Regions from separate parts of the Mus musculus genome. Here region 1 is linked to region 2. A link is a contact called in public HiChIP or PLAC-seq data. All regions are on one chromosome and are shown on one strand. Each heading gives the region's core, a stretch centred on a gene start, on an enhancer-like site or on the middle of the called end of the contact. The rest is flanking DNA. Distances are from core to core; before and after follow the strand shown. Region 1 holds the start of Dpcd (deleted in primary ciliary dyskinesia). Region 2 overlaps Btrc (beta-transducin repeat containing protein).

The links. HiChIP or PLAC-seq counts read pairs in DNA pulled down with a chosen protein or histone mark.
Region 1: a contact with region 2 is called in an H3K27ac HiChIP or PLAC-seq map of extraembryonic endoderm stem cells. The contact joins the promoter of Dpcd here to the enhancer-like site in region 2. A contact is called at or near these places in 8 of 39 promoter capture datasets (the HPC-7 cell line, HPC-7-derived erythroid cells, cranial neural crest and 5 more), 1 of 484 Hi-C or Micro-C datasets (embryonic stem cells), 2 of 115 datasets of contacts at active chromatin or transcription factors (bone marrow-derived macrophages and extraembryonic endoderm stem cells) and 1 of 9 other capture datasets (pancreatic islet).

What each region holds. Positions count from the first base shown.
Region 1 is chr19:45,557,836-45,562,516 of GRCm38.p6, forward strand. It overlaps Dpcd (deleted in primary ciliary dyskinesia), which reads left to right and starts at 2,750. Exons shown (of 6, transcript NM_172639.3): 1 at 2,750-2,872. The coding sequence starts at 2,809. Poll (polymerase (DNA directed), lambda) reads right to left here and starts at 2,729. Exons shown (of 9, transcript NM_020032.3): 1 at 2,651-2,729; 2 at 1,745-1,881; 3 at 790-1,084; 4 at 421-580; 5 at 1-197. The coding sequence starts at 1,856.
Region 2 is chr19:45,496,150-45,501,083 of GRCm38.p6, forward strand. All of the region lies in intron 4 of Btrc (beta-transducin repeat containing protein), which reads left to right. Among named protein-coding and RNA genes, the nearest start is that of Gm19639, 45 kb to the right of the region's middle. Within about 2 kb of position 1,767, at least 7 of the 459 cell types and tissues checked have an H3K27ac peak or open chromatin away from gene starts, as enhancers often do. A contact at or near this core is called in extraembryonic endoderm stem cells and pancreatic islet, where this site is marked.

The DNA of each region.
Region 1 (4,681 bases), core at 1,500-3,999, 63 kb after region 2:
GTGATGTGCAGATTGTAGTTAGTTGCCTTCTGGCTCGAGGGCTGTGCACAGACCCATTTATCCAGAGCTTCTGGTGCTGGGTCAGGCCCACCATCTTCCTCAGGGGGAGTGGGGTAGTGCCCAGTGATCAAGGCTTGCAGATCTGCTGAGCTAACCTGGGGCCCTTCTCCATCGCTGGTTTCATCCTCTGAGCTGAGCTGCAAATAGAAGAAGAGAGCGCTGTCTGGTGGGGAGGCGTCTCCTGCTTTGACTCAAGGAAAAGACCCCAGCCTGGGGCAGACATAACTAGTTGAATGCAGAACTGAAAAATGTTGGGAAGAGATGGACAGGTGCATAATTGAGAGAGACCTAGAATTTTCTGTCTAACCTCCAGGTCCTTCCATTTCTGTGATCAGCACCCTGGGCTGGGAGGCTCCTCACCTGGGCTTGGGTTCTTGATGGCTTTTCTGCCGTTGGGGGAGGAGATACAGCTCTGGTGTGAGGAGGGGAAAGAGAAAGGGTGGTCCTGGGTAAATCCCGCTGGGTGCCAGGAGCAGAAGCATCTTGGCCTGACTTGCTGGGCTGTGGTTCATCCAAGGACCTAGAGGGCAGGGGAGGTCACAGAGAGTTAGGGTATCAAATTCTTACCTGTCTCTGTCCCCCACCCCCACCCCAATCTTTCTCTATACAGAAACCTTGGTTTCCAAATATGTCCAATTTAAAAAGTACGAGTGTTTTTTTTTTCAATAACTCAAGATGGAAACTCAAACATCATCAACAAACACCTGAGAAAGGCTAAGAGCTGCCAACCTCTTGGGCATGGGAAGGCTGAATCCTTCCGTGTCTGTCAGCCTTCCCTCCTGCAGGCACAAGCTCAGCCAGGTGGACTTCACCAGCTGGGCACCAGGGGGTAGCTGGGGCAACCTGAGGAGCCGGAGAGCCCGCTCATAGTCCATGTCTTCATCCACCACAATGTGAGTGACTCCTGGGGCCTGGGCAGAGCACACCTGGCCGCCATGGTGGATAATCTGCTTCTCAAAGAGTTCAGCCCGGGCACGTCCAATGCCAGCGGGCATAATGTGGGCTCTCAGGGAGCTCAGCCATCCTGTGGAGAGGATATTCAAGTGGTATCACCATAGCTATTATTATTATTATTAATTTTATTGCACTATTATTTGAGATAGGGTCTCATGTAGCCCAGGCTGGCCTCAAACTGACTATGTAGCAGAGGATAACCTTGAGTTTCTGATTCTCCTGCCTTGACCTCTAAGAGCTGGGATTACAGTTGTAGGTCAGAGCTATAATGAACTGTTCGAAGCCACCTCCCTTCCTTTTCCTGCCATCCAGAGAACAAAATACCTTCAAAGAATTCTACCGCAAACGTACAACAAACTTCCTTTTTTTGGGGGGGGGTGGTTAGTTTCAAGACAGGGTTTCTCTGTGTAGCCCTGGCTGTTCTGGAACTCACTCTGTAGACCAGGCTGGCCTCGAACTCAGAAATCTGCCTGCCTCTGCTTCCCAAGTGCTGGGATTAAAGGCTAAAGGCTTGCTTGCTAGCGATACCCCCCAGGGGTTTTTTGTTTTTGTTTTTGCTTTTGTTTTGTTTTGTTTTTTTCAGCAAACTTCCTTTTTTGTTGTTTTGTTTTGCTTTTCGAGTTTGAGGCCAACCTGATCTTGGCCACAGGTTAGGTCACTTCTGTTAATCTGACTCTAGCTGAAAACAAGAAGGCTGAACGTTCCAGTGTGTGAGGGTGGACCGGCTCACCTCTAGCTTCTCCCACCTCCCTTTTGGGAATCTTTGCAAGTGCTTTTGAAGATAGATCTGCATGACTTTTCTTCCGCTTGGGAAAGGCCTTCACGATGCCCTGAGGGTCCATTGAAGGGCGCTGGATCCTGGCCTTTCTGTTAAAGGATTGAGAGCCAGCCCTTAATAATTTGGCATAGAGGTGGGGTTTAGGGGTAACAGGTCCCTTTCTCAGAGGTCTCGGAAACCCCAGTTAAACTTAAGTGATTTAATCCGAGTGCCACACACACATACCAGCCTTTCAACCCTAGTCGTACTGAGGGAAGCCAGGGAAAGGTTGGGATTCTTGTGGGTGTAGGGGAGGTGTGGATCGAAAGGAAACAACATGGGGTGGGGGTGGGGGGAGGAATATAGCGCAGAGTCAGCCTCTGCGTCCCCTTCCAAGAGACTTTTCCAAAATGATGACGGGTTTGGGAACCGGACTACATCTTTAGGAGAGTCTTCATCTCCCCAACGAATTGGAGTCTAAGGGACATGTCACATAAACCTCGCATCATCTTTCTCTAGCCTCAATGTGCATTCGCAGAAGAAAACCTGGGGAGTGAGGCTTCAGGGAAAGTTGTGGGCACGCTGCGCACCTGTCCCTGTCGCAGCAGCCCCATCGCGCGGGTCTGAGCCCCGCAGCTGCAGGGAGGTGGAGTGCAGCCGCAGCAGATGTAGGGAGCCCTCACAGCTGGAGGTGGGCAAGACCGAAGCAGACGTGCCACATCCACTGTGAGCAGCTGGTGTGAACCAGGGACTCCCAGCTGGGGCCAGAAGAGAGTTGGTGCTGGATCCCTAAAAGTTCTGGGAGCATCCCCACCCCACCCGGCCCCAGGACCGGTCCAAAGTAGGTTAGAATCTCCCGGCAAAGAGAAATAAACTCACCATGGGAGCCAATGAAAACGGATTGGGGGAGGAAGGGGTAGAGGGGAAAAAAAAAAAAAAAAATCAGTTCCCAGAATACTTCCCGGGTCATCCGGAAGTGATCATCGGTCGGGTAGTTGCCATGGCAGTGGCCCGGCGCGTTCCTGGGCGGAGGGAAGATGGCGGTGACTAGCTGGTTGGAGGTTTTGCGGTCGGCCGAGAAGACGGCACTGCTGCAGGATGGTAACTCGAGACCCCTCGTCCTTCCCCCCAGGGCGGGCTCTATGCGCCCGCTCCCCCAGGGAGGGCCTCAGCCTGGGTGGGCAGAGCTGGACCTGTCGCAGCAGCCTACAGCCATGCCAGCTTCCTGCTTTTGCAGAGGAAACCGGCCCAGGGAGATGACCCGAGTGGAACCCAAGTCTTTGGTCACCCACCTCAAGAGTTCCTTATATCATCTCTCCCCGCTCAGAGTTTTGTTGGTATTTCCCAATAATTCATTTTACATTCATCATCGTCCCTCAGGGCTGTACCAAGAGGCTAATTCTGCACCCCATTTGACTGACGAGGAAACTGAAACCCAGGAAGGTTTTAGACCAAACCCAGGTTTTGCAGATAATCAGGTATAATTCGTCATCTGGGATCCATGCAGCTCAATTTGGGGGTCCTATTGATGACAGCAGCCCCAATGGCATAGAAAGGAGACACCAGGGTTTTAGATCAACTCTAACATCGATTCACCTCTTCAGTTGTTAGGACCCCATTTTCTTCAATTATAAAATGAAGTGGGTGGGCTACCAGTGTTGTTTCTAAGGTCCTTGTTTTCTTTTTCTTTTCTTTCTTTTTTTTATTTTAAAGATTTATTTATTTTTTTATTATATGTAAGTACACTGTAGCTGTCTTCAGACACACCAGAAGAGGGAGTCAGATCTCGTTACGGATGGTTGTGAGCCACCATGTGGTTGCCGGGATTTGAACTCAGGACCTTCAGAAGAGCAGTCGGGTGCTCTTACCTGTTGAGCCATCTCACCAGCCCAGGTCCTTGTTTTCTAACTATGTTTTGTTTATGATGTGGATTTTAAATTGCCCCCTGATCTTTAGGGGAGATAGAGCAAGGGCTAAGGTCTAAATGACTAAGAACAGGAGCTTGAGATGTCAGCTTTTCCTCATCCTGCAAGTGGCCAGTTTAAGTGCCCTGTGCCCCTGAGGTCTTTCACAGACCCACCCACCTGGCAGCCAGGGTGCCTTAGGTCTGAATTCCTGAGGCTTTAAAGCTAACAGCTAGCTTTAAAACATCCACAGGCAGGTGCCTGAAGTTTACAGAAATTAAAATCAGGTTTCATTTGCTCCTACCCTACAGCATTTAGGGAACCCATTGCCATGTGCCAAATTCTGTGCTAGAGCAGATAGAAAAAACAGACAATAGCAAAGTTAAAACAAACAAGAAGACGACAACCATGGCTTATGCTTTCCTGGGATCATAAAATTATCAAGAAAAAAATATGTAAGGAAATAGCAGCTTGTATTAAATAGAGGTTGGGATCTTAGAAAGGCAAGGATAGCCCCATGCCTGCCATCTCTGCACTCAGGAGGTCAAGGCAGGAGACTCAGGAAGGAATGAAGGAAGGAAGGAAGGGAGGGAGGAGGGAGGGAGGAAGTCAGGCAGACAGACAGGAAGGAAGGAAAGATTGAGATAGTCTGTGAAATGCTAAGAAAGCACAGAGGTGAAAATAATTTTCTCTTTGGATAATCACTAAATAGAAGAGGTGATATTCTAGCCCCTAAGGAATTTTTAATAGTTACTTGGTAAGTGGAGATGAAGGAATCACACATAGAGACAAAAGAAGTGTGCACATGTATAAGTGTGAGAGTGTATGGCAAAATGTCAAGTATTAGGAAAGAAGGCACCATTCGGGGACTGCCTGCACAGCATCCGGGGCCAGATACAGGGAAAATAGGCTGTAAGAGGAAGTGGGAGAAAATGGAGAGATGCAGACTGATGGCCATGTGTCACAGCCACACAGTATGCAGCTTTGGGACACACTTTACAAGACA
Region 2 (4,934 bases), core at 517-3,016:
AATGAATGAATGGGTGGGTGGATGAGTAGGTGGGTGGGTGGGTAAATGAATGAATATTCTAACCCACACTTCTTTCCTCCCCTCACCGTCTCTTTTTTCTCTTCCTACTCTTCCTACTTCTCTTCTCCCCACCTCCCATCTCTCTTGACAAGACTTAATAGCCTTGAAACTCTTGACTTCCAAGGTCCACTTCCTAAATGCTGTGACTACAACCATTGGCAACTACAACCACCCTTGAGACTGTAAACCTCCACTTGTTCTTTGTTCTGCCTCTCTGTGAGAATAACACCCCTTCCTAACACTTCCTGAGTAGCTTTTTTAATCCTTGCCACCATACTCACCTCTTCTTGGATTGTTGGTCTTCCTTCATCCTCACATCACCAGCTCCTGCTCTGTTCTCTGTGATTGAGCTGGTGTATTTCCATGGCACAGCAAATGGCATCACTCATGTTTGACTACTTCAGAACCTCCACGACTCTCATTTATTTATTCATTCATTCATTCATTCATTCATTCATTCATTCGTTTTTATTAGATATTTTCTTTATTTACATTTCAAATTTTATCCCCTTTCCCCATTTCCCCTCCAACCTCCCTCCCCTTCCCCCTCCCCCTGCTCACTAACCTGTCTACTCCTGTGCCCCTGTCCTAGCCTTCCCCTACACTGGGGCAGAGAGCCTTCGCAGGACCAAGGGCCTCTCCTCTTGTTGATATCTCACAAGACCATCCTCTGCTATATATGTGGCTTGAGCCATGGGTCCCTCCATGTGTACTCTTTGGTTGGATCTTTACCAACCCTACATCCAATAGAGGGCTAATATCCAATATATACAAAGAACTCAAGAAGTTAGACTCCAGAAATTCAAATAACCCTATTAAAAAATGTGGTACAGAGCTAAACAAAGAATTCTCAGCTGAGGAATACCGAATGGCTGAGAGAAGCACCTAAAGAAATGTTCAGCATCCTTAATCATCAGGGAAATGCAAATCAAAACAACCCTGAGATTCCACCTCACACCAGTCAGAATGGCTCAGATCAAAACTCAGGTGACAGCAGATGCTGGCGAGGATATGGAGAAAGAGGAACACTCATTCATTGCTGGTGGGATTGCAAGCTGGTACAACCACTCTGGAAATCAGTTTGGCTGTTCCTCAGAAAACTGAGCATAATACTACCTGAGGACCCAGCTATACCACTCCTGGGCATATGCACAGAAGATGCTCCAATATGTAATATGGCTCTCCTTTAAACGCGAGTGGATGTCCAGACTTTTTCCCATGGCCTTGAGCCCTCAGCAGGCTCTCATTTTTCACCACTTTACCTTTTGTTGGTTGCCCTGCAGCTGTGCATGTGACCCTCACTCTTTTCCCATCTGTCTTTCCGAGCTCCTCCCACTTTTGTTTTAAGATTCTAGCCTGGGTAGAACTTAGTCTTATGCCATCTCCGCTTAAATGCCCCTTCTGCGGATCTGCCTTCGCTCCCCAGCTAAGTCCAGCTGTTCACTCTGTGCTTTGCCTTATTCTTATTTTACTTTACGTCCATATCAGTTTCTCAGGGTAGTATATTTATTTTGTTTTTTCTCCCCGGCCTTCCCAGAGAAAGCAATGTGTGTTCTGTTCCCGTTCAGCGGTTACCGCTGCTAGCCTACCCTTCAGAGCACCCTACCACAGAGCCAGTCAGGTACTGAACAGCACTCAGGTTCCAGCCTTAATCAGAAGTCTAGCTCCGTCTCTTGTAGGTGAATTCTAATCCCCAGCACAGTTGGTGCTTGCTTTAATCTTAACTCAATACCTTATCTGAACCATTATTTCCCTCCACATACCATAGTCCCTGATGCTAGAGTCTCTCTCAAAGCCAGACAGAGTCCTTAGATATCTTTTATCATTTGCATCTCACTAGTCATCAACAGTCTCTTCATTTTGTCCTTATCCTCAAAATAATTAATTTTTTTAAGATTTTTTTAATTTCATTTATATGAGTATCACTGTTGCTGTCTTCAGACACAGCAGAAGAGAGCATCGGATCCCATTACAGATAATTGTGAACCACCATGTGGTAGTGCTAGGAAGAGCTCTTAACTACTGAACCATCTCTCCAGCCCCTCAAAATAATTCTTAATGGCGTCCTTTGTCCGAAACATTATTTCTCCACTTCCTCTACCCTCCCTGTTGGTTGATTACAGCAGGGTTTGCATGTAAGCTAGAAATGTGTTTCATTTCATAGTCCTGGTCATGATGTACTCCATGATGTTACTTTTACATGGTACACCTAGTAAAGTCCACACATGCCATATTATTGGCTAAGCCAGTTGATGTCTGTAAGAATATATTTTCCCTTCCTGGCCTAGGCAGCAGCTGCAGAGACATTCGTGGTCATTTTGAAAGCGGTATATATAATGTGTTTTCAGGGGTGAGGCCCTTAGCCTTTTAGGCCTAAACTGGAAGACAGAGCCACAAACACTTAACTCCTTTCATTTGGTGTGCTTGTCACCTGACAGTGTCATTCGAGTTTTGTCTGGAGACAACTGTTCATTGCAGAGAGAAAGGCAGAAGAGCTGCACAGGGCGACAGGAGGCTGCTGTTATCATTAAGCTGAGGCTGTTTGTCAGCTTTCCCGGACATTTGAACAGGATGCTTGAGTCATCAGGCTTTTGTTGGGAAAGCTGAATCAATTCTGCGGCCACAAGCAACCATTCTCGTCTCTCTCCTCATGCACTCCAATATACAACCTTCTGGTTGTTTTAATAATTGAACTTTTTCACTGTACCCTTGTGGATTTTTCAGTTTCTCAAATGGAAATTTTACTTCGTTTACTTCAGACATTTGTAGACAAATCTGTATGGGAAAATGGTCAAAGAAGAGACGGAACAACAAAGACCTGCAGGGATTTTTTATAAATGTAGTGTTAGTTATAAATGAAATTAATATCGTGGTGGCATTAAGTATTTGGTTCAATAAATGTTGTCAGTTGCATGCTATTGTAACAAGAAGATCCTATGGCCCCAGTGAACCCCCGTACCTTTCCCCAGCTGGTTTCCCTCCCACCCCCATGCAAAGAAGCCACTAATCTACTTTAGAAGTAAAGTTTAGATTCGCAGTTCCCAGAGTGGCATCTGAGTGGACTCATGGACTGGACGAGCTCACGCCTAGCTTCTGTAGTCATGTGTTCTGGAATCCATCCTTGTTTTGGGTTGCTAAGTGTTTCATTGTGTGCTTGCATTACGATTTACTATCGTTCTTCTCTTGATGGACTTGTGTCTTATGACACTGAAGGATTGTTATGAAGGCTGAAACAATAACATTAATGTATAGAATTGTGTTTTGTGCTTAGGAGATAAATATGGTAACGTCTATGTTTACCTCTATAAAACACTGTCAACTTATTTCCAAAGTAATTATATCATTTACCATTAGCAACTGTGATGTATGAGAGGCCAATTGTTCCAAATAGCCAGTCTTTTTCATTTCAGTTCATGTATAGTAATATCTCATGGCTGTAATTGATATAGTGATTTGAAATGTTGAACATCTTATTGTCTGATTACTAACATTCCAGAAGTTTATTTTTGATGGTGTATCCCATCTTTTGCCAGTTTATAAAAAACAAACAAAAACCCTGGTATATTCTTAATAAAGAAACAATTAGCATTATTCATCTCCTCATGATTGAGTCCTAAGACTTCTACATGTACTCTCAAATCTTTTGTTAAATACATTTATTGCAAATATTTCCCCCAGTTTCTAACGAAAATGGCTCAAAAGATAAATATGCTTGCTGTCAACCCTGAAAATCCAAGTTCCACAGGCCCACCCATCAAGACTCATGCAGTAGACTCCCAAAAGTTGTCTTCTGACCTCCATAAACACCATGCCAAGTACATACACACACACACACATACACACACATAAGCACATTCTGATTTATTTATTATTTTTATTTTTTAACAGATCTTGCCTGAGTTTATTTGTCAAAACAGCATAGGACACTGGTCATCTGCAGATAGTGTGTGGGGAGGTGTGTCACAGCAGTCCTTCTGTCTTCACACTGGCAGGAGCCTTTTCTATGGGGCCTTCACAGGGGCCTGAGCACCACTGGGAGCCTGGTCTGGAGCTGAAGCCTGGGCCTTAGCTGGAGCTTTGGCCCCTGCCTTGGCTTCGGTTGGCAGAGCCCACAACCCTTGGCCATGTAGCTTCATATCTGCTTCCGAAGCTTGGGGTGACGAAAGCCAGACGGCTGAGTTTGCGGCTGGGGCCCTTTGGCATCTTGGGCTTGATGGCCCGAGGCTTCACCAGGGCCTTGCTGGCCTCTGCGCACACACTCACTGCCTTTACATTGTTGGCCTGCATCTTCTTCAGGCCTTTCTTGTTGTGCTTCTTGGCAAAGAACATGCTCCTCAGGAACTTGGGATCAACCCCCTTAAGAGATTCGTAGCTTTGTGACCAGGGTTACTTGATGCCATTTCTGTCCCATTTGCGGGACTGGCTGTGTGTGGTGTGGTTCTTGGATTTGGCCGTGTCTGCACCGTAACCCGCGGCTCCCGCAGCTCCTAAGAGGGGAAGAGAAAGTCACATTATGATTTGTTCAATTTCTTTCTTTTATTAAGTCTGTTGCTTTTGCAACCTCTCTCAATTCTTTCCTTGGCCCAAGGGTACAAAGACTTCTACACTTTCTTCAAGAAGTTTCATAGGGCTTTTTGTTTTGTTTGTTTGTTTGTTTGTTTGTTTGTTTTGTTTTTTTGAGACAGGGTTTCTCTGTAGCCCTGGCTGTCCTGGAACTCACTTTGTAGACCAGGCTGACCTCAAACTCAGAAATCCTCCTGCCTCTGCCTCCCAGGTTCTGGGATTAAAGGCGTGCGCCACCACGCTCGCTCGGCAACATGGCAAGTTCTGACACACTCTTCATTGTTAGCTTATGGTTCTAGAGATGGGAAGGG